Regions from separate parts of the Gossypium hirsutum genome. Here region 1 is linked to region 2. Evidence: chromatin contacts called from public Hi-C data. All regions are on one chromosome and are shown on one strand. Each heading gives the region's core, a stretch centred on a gene start, on an enhancer-like site or on the middle of the called end of the contact. The rest is flanking DNA. Distances are from core to core; before and after follow the strand shown.

Evidence for each region. Hi-C and Micro-C count contacts between places; a contact is called where the count stands out from the background.
Region 1: a contact with region 2 is called in a Hi-C map of leaf, with 2.0 times the contacts expected there. The contact joins two enhancer-like sites. A contact is called at or near these places in 3 of 34 Hi-C or Micro-C datasets (all in leaf).

Annotation. Positions count from the first base shown.
Region 1 is chrA04:9,254,832-9,261,734 of Gossypium_hirsutum_v2.1, forward strand. LOC107908079 reads right to left here. Exons shown (of 5, transcript XM_041111159.1): 3 at 3,348-4,582; 4 at 3,043-3,191; 5 at 1,723-2,286. The coding sequence ends at 1,723. Among protein-coding and RNA genes, the nearest start is that of LOC107908079, 13 kb to the right of the region's middle. Within about 2 kb of position 3,475, at least 9 of the 9 cell types and tissues checked have an H3K27ac peak or open chromatin away from gene starts, as enhancers often do. A contact at or near this core is called in leaf, where this site is marked.
Region 2 is chrA04:8,898,526-8,904,952 of Gossypium_hirsutum_v2.1, forward strand. No RefSeq gene overlaps it. Among protein-coding and RNA genes, the nearest start is that of LOC107948686, 17 kb to the left of the region's middle. Within about 2 kb of position 4,071, at least 9 of the 9 cell types and tissues checked have an H3K27ac peak or open chromatin away from gene starts, as enhancers often do. A contact at or near this core is called in leaf, where this site is marked.

The DNA of each region.
Region 1 (6,903 bases), core at 2,225-4,724, 360 kb after region 2:
CCTAAAGGCCTCTTTGTTGGTTACAATATTGAACCCCAGCTTAAGCAGAAACAAGATATTCTGGTCTCGTAACTTCCGTAATCCAAGCCCTACACAACATTTGGGTTGACAACTAGAATCCCAACCAATGAGAGACATCTTTTTCTTATGCTCAGATGAACCCCAAGTGAATCGCTTCACCAGACTCTCAATCTCATCGCAAATACTCCTAGGAATCAGTATGGATTGCATAAAATAGCTGGGAATAGACATGAGGACCGACTGGGCCAAAGTGATATGACCGGCAATGGATAAACTCTTAGCGTCTCAGCTTAGGAGTTTTCTTCTAACTTTTTCGACCACGAAATGCATAGTACCATTAGTCACCTCTGATGAAAAAGCAGAATACCAAGATAATGTCCGAGATTCTGGACTTTTTGAAATCCAAATAAAGAACTAATCGAGTTTGCCACTGTAACGTCCAAGCCTTTAGCGAAAAAGATGTTTGTTTTCCCAGCATTGATTTTATGCCCAGAGAAATCACAAAACCTTGCCAAAATATTCCTGATGAGTCGAATATGCTTCATATATGCTTTGCTGAAAATAACTAAATCATCAGCAAAGAACAAGTGCGAAATGGGAGGCCCAAAACGAGAGAGATGAATAGGGCTCCATTGTCTCTCCGAAATAGCCGAATGGATCTCTTGGCCAAGCCAATCCATACATAAAACGAAGAGATAAGGTAAGAGCGAGCATCCTTGTCAAATACCTTTAGCTGGCTTAAATTTGGACAAAGGAACTCCATTCCAAAGAACCTGCATCGAAGAATAGTAATAGAAGACATAATAATGTTAATAAGTAAAGTAGGGATACCAGCAGCCTGAAGAGAAGCTTTGATAAAGTCCCATCGTACTCTATCGTAAGCCTTCTCCAAATCAATCTTAATAGTCATCCATTTTCTTTTGGGAAAACTTCTCATCAAATGAATCACCTCTTGGGTGATAATGACATTATCAGTGATATTCCTACCTGAAATAAAACTAGCTTGCTTCGCTCCAATAATCTTTGGAAAAATGATCTTGAAACGATTCGCAACAATCTTCATCACAAGTTTATATAACATAAAGCACAGACTAATCGGTCTATATTGAGCAAATTCATCAGGATTATCAACCTTAGGAATGAGGAAAATTAACGTGTTATTCAACTCAGTGTCGATGGTGCCCCATTAAAGATACTTTTCACCCAATTACAAACCTCGTCCCCTACCGTATTCCACTGCTTCTGGAAAAAAAGTGCATGGAAACCATCACTGCCAGGAGCTTTGAGAGGTGCCATATCAAAGAGAGCCACCTTGATTTCCTCATTAGAAACATGCCTTTCCAAAAAAGAAATATCATCTTGACCAAGGCTAGGGAACTTACTAGGAGGTAAACATCCCATGGGTCCAGGTGGCTCCCCATATAAATTCTGTAGAAATTTATTAGCCTCAGCTTCAATAACTTCCGTGTCATAAATCCACTCCCCACAGTCGTTGCGAATCATAGTAATACGGTTATTCTTCCTTTGTCGTGTCGTACGAGTATGAAAGAACTTAGTATTGCGATCTCCAAGATTAAGCCAATCAAAACGAGCCTTTTGTTTCCACAGAAGTTCTTCGTGGCGAAGAACAGTCTCCAATTCTTGTCGAATCTTTAACTCTACCTGGGCTAGCCGATTAGACCCTGAGAGATCCATAATTTTCTAGATTTTAGTGAGCTCCTTAAGAAGAGACCTTTTATGAGAAGTGATACGATCGTAAATCGTCTTATTCCAATCCTTAAGCTCACGAGTGAACATACTTAAAGAATTAGATATGTCACCAGAGAAGTCCCAGTTATCTTCCACAAACTTTCCAAACTCGGGATGTTCAACCCATCCGGCCAGAAAACGAAAAGGCCGGCCTTTGGGGAGAGAGACCTTTGGATTTAATAAGAGGAGAAAAGACCTATGGTCGAACTTAATTTTTGGGAGATGAGTGACCAAACTATTGGGAAAAGCTTGAACCCAAGCTTCATTTCCCAAAGCCATATCAAGTCTTTCAAAAAGCAGTCCCCTATGCCAAGTAAAGGGTGGACCTCTGAACCCTAAATCATGAAGTTTAGCTTTATCCACAAAATCACCAAAGAGAGGGCAGTGCCTACCTGTAGACATACCACCTAATTTCTCAGATGGCAAAAGAATAACGTTGAAATCTCCAATAGCAACCCATGGAACGTTCCCTAAGGGAATCGAGCTTTTCAATATATCCCATAAATCCGAGCACTTCTGCTTATTCGGACTCCCATATACAAACGAATAAAGATAGAATTTGAAGAAAACGTAGTCCCAACCCGAGCCATGATGAATTGAGGATGATTAAAAATTATCTCAAGGCAAACAAAGTTCTTCCAACCAATCCAATACCCCCCGAGAAACCAATCGCTTTGACACGGTGTGAATTAGGGAAACCCAATTTAGCAATACTGTGATCTACTTTAGACCCACTAACTCTTGTCTCGAGTAGACTAATAATATCAGGACTATGTTCCTGATAATATTCTCAAAAAATACGAGGAAACTTAACACTAACACAACTTTGACAATTCCAAGAAAATATTGTAAAATTCATATATAAAAAATAATAATAATTAGAAAAACATACGAATTACTATCGGGAGGCATTGTCCCCATCCTTAACCAAGGCTCTCCCTTCCGATCTAGAATTAAGATCCTTACAAAGGTTAGGACTAGATATAAATTTAGCCATTTCCTCCATAGATTCGACCAAGGATACTCTATAATTTCCTGAAGCTTTGAACCGACTCCCACTACCACGCAAAGCATTGGACGCTTTTTGACCATTGCCCCAATTAAATCTTTACCACCAAACTTCTCTCTAGAAACGGGTACTCCTTCACCAAAATTTCCACAAGTAGATTTATCCGAGCTACCTTTTCCTTTTTTTATGGGAGGGGTCTTTAAAATTTATTGCAGAATGTTTCTCGGGTTCCAAGACATCCTCTGAAATAATAACAGGGGTGCCCTCAGAGCATTCGAAAGCCAGTTGAAGTGCGCTACAATATTATCAAAATTTCCACCATTTGAAACCCCTTGAACTTTATTTGAGCAATCCCCACATTTAACATCATCCACGACCATATCAATAATTGAACTGGCATGGTGCGTTGTACCTGCATTATTAAAATTAGAATTAGAATTAGAATTAAATTCTAGATTTTTAATTTCCTTGCGCAAGATTTGAGTAAAGTTATTATCATGCATTGGCCTTTTGTCCAAGGCATTTTGGCCCAAAATTATGTGCGAATTTGGTTCCTTCGTGGGCCCACCAGAAAGTTGTCCCAATTTAGCCCAGTTTTCCACCGCATCAGCTTCTTTGGAGAGCTCAGGATCTGAACTGGATTTATGAGCTAGGTCAGGAGTTAACCGCAGGCTGACATTCTTCAAAGCATCGTTCCCTTTTGGCCCATCTGTGGCCTTTACTTTGGAAGGCTTAGTGGGTATATTACTTGGACCAACACTAGAGTCCAAATCCCCCAAAGAGTTAACCCCAATTCTGGCATTTAGACTACCCTTTCTAGCATCATTAAAATCATAATCTCCCACCGACAGAAGATTCCTAACAGGCATATCATAAGTATCGCTATTTTCATCTTCCCCTATTAACGCTAAAAACCTAGACGCCAACGGTTCCTTCTGATGATTTTCCCCTTTAATCTCTCCTTTGTTAGATCTAGCATTTCCCCGACCATTCCTCAAATTTCGCTGCGATTTCCTCTCAACCGGCATCCACGGGCCAAATTCTGGTCTAGCTTCTTCGGCATTTCCACCAGCGGCCTTAACCGACACATCTTTGACTACTTCTGACTGGCTGATAGGATTTCGATTCGCATTCTCCTTAGGAGAAAAATCTTTGACATGACCATATTTTCCACGTCCAAAGCAAACCGTGGGGAGAGCCTCATATTCCACCCTCTGAGCGATGCCATCGATCAAAACCTGAGAAATCAAGGGTTTGTCGAGATTTAAAAAAATAGCAAGACGAACAAACCGGCCTCTGGATCTATTATCTGTGTGGAAATCCAGTTTGACAACTTTTCCAATAAGCCCCCCAATAGCCTCCACAATTTGCCGATGATACAAAAACCTCGGTAGACCCAGTAACCAAATCCAAGCCAAAACCACACTGGGATACAGTTGCATAGGGTTGAAATCCTTGGTCCAAGGTTGAACCGTGAGGTATTGTCCAAAGATGATCCATGGTCCTTGTGATAAAACACGATCATAATCAGCCCTTTTCAAAAAACGAACCAGGTAATAACCATTTTCAATATCCATAAGATGAAACGAAGAACAAGGTTTCCACAAGTTAGAAACACGATTATATAAAGTATTTAAAACAACGTTTCTCCCTAACAATTTAATAATAACTATTAGTTCCATTTCTTTATAAAGAATTTCTTTAACACGATCTGAGAAACTAATAGCTGGAATTCCATTGACGATAGAAACTTTCACGTCGTCTGCTAGTAGATTGATATCTCCATCACTCGCACTGTCCCTTCTGACAGAAGAATCATATGTTGGAAAATTTGGACATCACATATATAATAAGGATAATTACATGTTATTATTTACTATCATGATAGGTTAGCCCAAATTAAAAGTGATCTAATTTGGTTAGAATTTTATTGGGCTTTTAATTATTAAATAAAGAAAGTATGGGTCAAATATGTGTAGATACTCTTCTAATCAAATTCTAATTAATGATGGGCTAATTAGAATTTGATTAGAACTAATATGCTAAAGTTATAAATATTAGGGTTATGGTCCCAAATTATACACAAGATATCTTTTCTAATATCCCATCATTAGGAAAGAAAGAGTAGATATTCTCTGAGTTTCTTGTGTGCTAATTTGGAAGATCAAATCCCCAAGTTTCAGAAAGTTTCAAGGAATCCATGGATTCAAGTACGCTTCCGCATCTAGTTTTGTTCTTGATTTATTCTTAATGATTTGACATAACAGATCCTGGTTTATTAAGTTATATTGTAGATTTATTTTATAAATTCTAACAAGTGGCATCCGAGCCTCGTCATATCGAATCATTGGAAATTGATTCAGGTTCTTCATTTGAATAATTGATTCTTGAAATTTCATGGGTTTTATATTTCGGATATATATGTTGTTTTTTGAAAATTTATATTAAAGTTTTCTTTATCTTGAATTCATATTAAAAAAAATTGGGTGATTTTCATATTAAAATTGGGTAATATTATTTGATACCTACGTTTTTAAGTTTTATTTGAAAATATTGCGATTCAGTTCTTGTGTATTTGCAAGGCATGTGATTATTATTATTTTAATCCATATGACATTTAAAATACATATATATAAATATATATATAGAAATTGATTCATATCTATGTTTTGTTTGTTTATATAAATATATAAAATATGCATGCTTTGATTGGTTTAATGTTTTGGAAAATAATATAAATATATATTTATGTTTTATCTTTTAATTTGATTGAAAGATGAAATTAAGGTAAATATTTTGGAACAAATAAATTCAGATTTTGGCTTTTAATTAAGGATATCTAATATTTTAAATAAATTAGTTGAAACAAAATGTGACCTCTTTTGTGTAGATTAGTTTATTTGAAATACTAAGATGGTTATATGTTTTTGTGATTCATGCGTTTATTGATTGACCCAAAGGTAAGTTAATATTTGGCAAAATTACAACGACATCTGTTGTAACACCCTAATACCTGTGTCTAATATTAATTTAAATAATTAGAACAATAATTGCACGTTTCCAGGAGTAACTTCTATAGTATGCGCATACTAAAACAAGGGTAAAAATGTAAGGTGATTTTTCTCCTCTTGACCGAATACACATACATAATGTATCTTGAATGCTTAACATGTTAGTTCAAGCATAACATAATCACACTCATATCACAATATGAACTTATATGTCAAGTTGATTTCACTTCAAGATTTATATTTAAACCATTATCAAATCCATACATAGAACTTTAGCCATATTCGCATGCCTTTATATATACAATACTATCAAAATAGCAAACCTCCCAAAATATTATTCTATACATGCCATAATGTCTACTAGAGCTTTAAACAAAGATACCAAAAGGGTTGTCAAAAGATGTGATGACTTCGTAACGAATCCAAGCTTTCCTCAACAAGATGATCTATACAAAACCAATAAACACACCAAGTGAGTTATTAACTCAATAAGTCCTAAGAAATTTCAAAAATGTAATGATCCAATTATCTTAACAAAAATAAAGTTTCAATCCAATATTAGCCGAATTCAAACATGATATCACAAGGAAATCTTATGTCACATGTGTACATTATGAATTTGGTACATTCTTACCCGAATTCACTATGTACTCCTACACCATTTAATCGCAAATTGAAAAGACCATGGTAAATGTCATATGCATATCATTTGCGTATATATAAATGACAAACAATGTTCAATTAATTAAATAAAGCACAAACCAAGCCCCTCCATCTATCAATCAAATCTCCAATCCATTTAGATTCATTTATCACTAATTTATATCTTTGTTCAATTATATACTAATTGAGCCGATTACCTTTCTCTTCTTTCTCTCTTCCCAAGCATTATCTATTAATATACAGATTAAGATCAAGTCCCATGTCTAATATCCAGGCACATTTCATTACTCCCAGTTTAAAGTTCTAAACTTTTTCATTTGCACAAGCAATTCTCCACGATCGATATCGCACACTTAATGCTCGATTTAGAGGTCCGCACACATAGTGCCACGTTTCCCTCGCACACATAGTGCTATGTAATCTTGCACACATAGTGCCACGTAGTTTTTG
Region 2 (6,427 bases), core at 2,821-5,320:
AAGGAAGGGGGAATTAGGGTTAGTGTGGCTGAATAGCCAAATTTTAATCCTTTTAAAGGACTGAATATGGCGTCGTTTTGAGCTTGATTCAGTGGCTCCAAAAACGGCGTCTTATTGATTAAACCCGACCCGATCCGTCCCCTTTACCCCTAGGATCCGCGTGTTTCTACAGGGAGGGATAATTGCACGCTAGGTCCCCCCATTCGTGCGAGCATTCAATCACATCTTATGTGTTTTATTTCATTTTTAAAATTGGCTCTATAATTTGCGCATGGTGACAATTAGGTCCACGCTTCAACGCAGCGTTTTGAGACCTGGGATATTGCCAGTTTTGGTCCCTGTGCATTCGTGCGCGTTGAGCTTTAGTCCTTATTCTAATTTCAGTAATTTATTTTATTTATTAGTTGTCCTTTTAGTTTAATCTTATTTTAATTGAGTCCTTTTGATTTGTATAATTCATCATTTTTTTAAATTCACCTAACACTTATTTTTTATATATGAATATATATATTCTTTGAATTATCATGATAATTTTTACCCTTTTTTTTATATAAAATCGTTGTTTTAAAGCTTTTCATATTATATGGTTTTAAGGATTTTGTATGATATATCACTTAAATGTTCTTATATACTAGTATACATATGTAGTTCATGATAAAGTTAGTTTTTATTTTATATATTATTAACCCTATGTTACTATACATACATAATTTCTTTTAAATCTATTTATATATATTTTAAAACCTTATGTATATAAAATATATTTTATCATACATTTTTTTTGTTATTTAAAAACCTTTCATATTTTATATATTCTTTAAATTTTTTTATTATCTGTGCATGGCCAACTTTAAGTATATATTTCATTCTAAAAATATTTTGTACATTATTTGACTCAAATTCCCTTTTTTATAAGGTTTATTTTAATAATAAGTTATGTATATACTTAGTTTTATATATATATATAAATTATTTCAAGTTCTGCATGTGTTATTCGCTTATAATTTTTTATATATAGTTTTTATATCGTTTCGCCTCGTATTAGTTCTTAGAGTTTATATCATTCGGTATATTATGTGGGGTTTTTGGTTTGCATATTGTTAATATTTTATAGTTTTATATTGCGTGTTAGTCTTTTGTGTTGCTCTTTTATCTATGCATGGAAGCTTATTATAATCTTTATGCTTATTTGTTTCTTTAATTAACTATATTACTAGTTTTCATTGTTTGAATTGTAAATGTTTGGATGTGAGCTTAATGTTACTTTGTATATGGTAATTTGCTTTGCTTTATTTATTTTTTCACTATTTCCATTCATTAATAGAGTCCGTTATCCATGTATTTATTCTATACTAGAAACTTTGCCCTTTCGTTCACAAGTATTGCATTATAATTTTCAACTTATTATTCAAAAAATTAATTTTTCCATTTTATTTTAAATCAAATTAATGTGTTTTAAGCTGGTTTTATAATTATTCATTTGAAAATTCCTTAAAACGAAGGCAATGTTTGATGTTTGGAAATTCAGGAAATCGTGCCTTATCATGTTGGGTTTTGATTTCCCGTTTGTCCAAAATAATCAAATATTCCTTTAGAATTTCACTCGTGTTTTTCAAATTCTGAGACAATGCAATGTTCAATGTTTGGAAATTCGGGAATCGTGCCCTATCGTGCTGGGTTTCGATTTCTGGTTTGTTCAAAATAATTGAATATTCCTTCAGAATTTCACTCGTGTTTTACAAATTATAAAGCAAGGTAATATTCAATGTTTGGAAGTTTCAGGAATCGTGCTCTACTGTGTTAGGTTTCAGTTTTTCGTTGGACTAAATAATTGGGCATCATTTTGTAATTTTCAACATATAAACTTTTGGAAGTAAAAAATTTATCGTGTTTTCGAGGGTATAAAGGATCGTGTCTTATCGTGCTGGATGTGATGCTGTATACCTTTGAAACGAGAGAATTCGGACGACCAACTTAAGCCATTCAAATGTTTTAAAAGGAACCATATTTCAAAAATAGCTTTAAATCTTAGACATAAGGACAGTACTTAATCAATTTGGTACCAATTTTGGGCGTAGTGAGGGTGCTAATCCTTCGTCATACGTAACCGACTCCCGAACCCGTTTACTCAAATTTCGTAGGCCAAAATTGATTTAAATGGAATAAAATATTTTATTAAGGTGATCCAATCACACCAAAACAAAAGATTGGTGGCGACTCCACATTTGGGTTTCAAAACGTTTGTCGAAACCCTTTTTTTTATTTTGAAAGCAAAGGGGATCGACTTTTGAAAACAAAAATGTGGAGCCGCCACCAATCTCTTGATTTAGGTGCGATTGGACCACCTATTAAAACGCTTTGTTCAATGAAAAATAAATTTGGTTTAGTTAAAAAAAGGGGTTTGGGAGTCGGTTACGCATGAGGAAGGGTTAGCACCCTCATTACGCCTAAAAATTGGTACCCAATTGATTTGATACTGTCCTCATATCAAAAGTTTTAAAAGAAAAGATTTTCCGAAGTATGATTCTTTTAAAATGTTTGAATAGCTCAAATTAGCAGTAAAAAATCTCTTGTTTCAAAGATATGCGGTTTCATACCTAGTACGATTGGATACGATCCCTTATAAGTTTAAGATGCGATTGATTTTCAACTTTGGAAAACTCATACATTAAATTATAAAAGATTATCCAAATATTTGGTTCACCGGAAAAGTCATACCCAGTACGATTGAGCACGATTTTCCGAATTTCCTAAATATTAGATATTGCCTTATTTCAGAATTTTTGAACAATAAGGAAAATTGAGAATTTGCTCAAAACGCTTTTATTTTTCTTGAAATAACAACGAAACAACTAATATCAATCAAAATATTGAAGTTTGAATCACGATACAACAATATAGGAAAAAAAAAATCAAAGTTACAAACATGGATTACTATACGAAATATTATACAAGTAAACAAAAAGAACAAATTAACATACACACAATAGCAATGAGCTCGCATCCAAGAAACTAATTAGAAAGAAATATAACAAGTTTCGGACATAGATGGACAAAAACTTAAATAATAGTGCAAAAAGCTAATAATCAATATAAAACGATAATACATGAAACAATATGAAAACTAAAGCAACACATAGCATACAAAACAATTTGAAAATAATTTGAAAACTATTAAATATATGAAAATTTACAAAATGAACAACACATGATTGGATTTGAAATAATGTACATATATAAAAATAAAACTAAGATTATGTAAATGAGTATTTAAATATATATTGTGAAAGAAGAAATTTGGAGCCAATAACATAAAAAAAATTAATCTAATTAAAGGTGATAATATACATGCCATAATAGAAAAAATCAATGTATACAATATATAATGGAAATATAATAAAATAAAGGATAAACAATATACATGAAAAAAAATAACAAACCAATCTATAACAAAGCAATATATACATGTAAGGATCTTTAATAACAAAGAAATAATAAAATATGTCTTCTAAAGAATAAGCTATATACATAATAAACAGATTTAAAAGCAATTATATAAAATAACATGGAATTAATCAATGTATATAAAATAAAACCAATTTTAATATAAATTATATATATTAACAATATATATAAGGGTAGTTAAATTAAATATTATACAAAATTTTGAAATAATATAATATATAAAAGGTGATTTTAAAATAATAATTTTGTAATAAAAACAAAATAATTTATCAAGATAATTTAAAATGTATAAAAATAAGAGATAAAAAAATGAATTATACAAATTAAAATGGAAAAAAAACTTAATTGAAATAAAAATCAAACTAGAGGGATAATTAATAAAATAAAAAACTATTGAAATTAAAATAATGACTGAAGCTCAATGCGCGCGAACGTCCAAGGATCAAAACTGAAAATATTCCAGATCCCAAAACATGGCGTTTAGGCGCAGATTAAATTGCAAAGACGCGCAAATTCTATGCCAAATTTGAAATGAAGTAAAGTGGAAATAAGGTTCAATTTAAAGGTCTGCGCGAAAACGAACTAGTCGCGCAATTTGACCATTCGAAGTAAAAGGGCGCGGATCTGGGCCACAAAACGGGTCGGCGTGCGGATCTTCTTCCTCCAGACGGTACCGTTTCATGTTCTGCACAAAATAAGGTAAAAACCTTAAAACTAATAAAAACAAATCAAAATAAAACAAAACCTAAGGTCTATCCCTTATTCATTCGACCGGAAGCTTCACAACCGCCATTTCATCTCCATATTCAACAGACGACGTCAGACGAAAGCTTAATCTGGCCCTATTTGACCGCAAATCCATGAGTTTTTCTAGGCTTTAACTTCAATCCTCATCTAGGCTTCGATTACCACGAAGCAAACAAGGATTTTGAAGCTTCCAAAAAAAAGTTAAGTCTCTCCCCTTTACTTATTTTTTTTGCTTTCATATGTAGTAACAAAGCTTTAAAAAAAATAGGAGCTGAATCCAAAAGAAAATAAAATCTAAATCACCTTTTGAAAAACTGCTCTTGAGATGATTTCTTATTCAAACTTTTCTAGATTTGTACTCATAAAATATGCGTGTGTATTTTCTGAAAAAAACTGATCCTCTTTATAGCTGATTCTCTGGCTTTTTTAGCCGAATCAAGAGAAATAAGAAAAAATAAATAAAAATAAAAGAAAATACAATGGCCTTGGATTTTCTGTTATGCATTTGCTGTCAATTGTTGTATATCTGCTGTGTTGTTTGCTAGTCCATTTTGCAGGTACAAAGGTCGTGGTGTTGCTGACGCGGTGGGACTGTTCATGGGAGCTATAGTAGTGGCTTCCAGAAGCTTCAATTGACTTGGGCCCTGGGAGCTTACCTCGGAGTCAAGCTGTTGGAGCTTGGAGGCTATTGCGGCACGAGGAGACTTCAGAAACCCTTAAGGTTTCTGAAAGAATTTAGACATTGGGCCTTTTGGGTTAATTTTACTTTGGACAAAGGTTTAAATTTGGGCTGTTATTTTTGGGCTTTTGTACTTAGGCTAATTGATCTAGACTTATTTAGGTTTTAAATTAACTCAGGCTCTTTGGGGTTTATTAAGCTATAAATGTAAATGGACTGGAACTATTAAAACATTTGGTTTTATTTATTTTATTTTTTTGGTTTTTGTGTGGACCCAGGCACAAATTGGGTCTTACAAAGTTGATCCCCGTTGTTTTCAAAAATCAAAATAAAAAAATAGTTTCAACAGCTTGGTGACTCCACTGAGGACCCAACAAGAGAGTCAAGCCATAAAATTGATTATTTGTTGTCCTTTTGTCAAAATATTGAAACTTTGTTTTGAAAATCATGATTGCATTTGTTTGTCTGATTGTTATGGTTTGGGTCTTGTAGAATAATATTGCATTGCATTGCATGACCGTTGTGGCTATACCTTTAAGTGGGAGTAAGAAAGTATGCTTTCGTAAGGTTTTCACCTCCGCATTGGCTAGTGGATTGCTTCCTGGATACATCTGTACCTATACTTTCGTGAGATTTTCATCTCTGTATGGTCATAGGGAAATGTATTCCCCTGAATCGAACTCGATCCATATGAGCCTATAATGGGTGAGGATTGAGGAATCTGCTGGTTCAGGTACCTTCTCTTTAGAACCGAACCACATATAGTGAACCTTAAGAGCTACCCTTAGGTAGAGTCATGTTAAGCATTAGTAGTGGCCCATATCTGTGTTCTGATTATTTTTGGTTTCTGTTGGTATCGTATTACTTATATTTGATACTAACTTGTGTTTTGTTTTGATTGTGTTTTGCATGACATTGCATACTAAAGGAGGTGTTAATTCATATTTGATTACTAACTTAGAAGATTTAACATGGAGAATACGGCCGACCTTGCATGGTCAGAGAAGTTACAATCTGAGAAAGAGGATAGCCTGGTAGAAGGATATACATCAGAGTTGCAGGAATTCACTTGCGTCAATGTAACACAAAATAAGTTACAAGAGTTGAGAGATATATGGGCTCATTGGGATGAGGGAACGAAACAGTTGTTCTATCAAAGCTATGGTGATATATCCTACTTGCTAAATATTAAGGTGGACAAGTATCTGTTTCGAGTTATAGTTAAATTTTGGAATTCTGCTTACAAGTGTTTCACTTTTGGGGAAGTGGATTTAGTGCCTACCGTGGAGGAATATACTACCCTGCTCAAGTGTTCAAAAGTTCAAGTTAGAAAAGCTTATGCCAAGGTTTAATGGTCAAACTTTCGTGAAAAAATTGATGAATCTTTCAGGGATGAGTGAGCCTTGGGTCACTGCTCGAATTCAACAAAAGGGGGATAGTAATTGTATCCCTTGGGAGAATTTGAGAGATTTGGTTTTAACATATCCAGATGAAAGAAAGAGGGTCGATATCTTCGCCTTAAGTATCTATGGATTG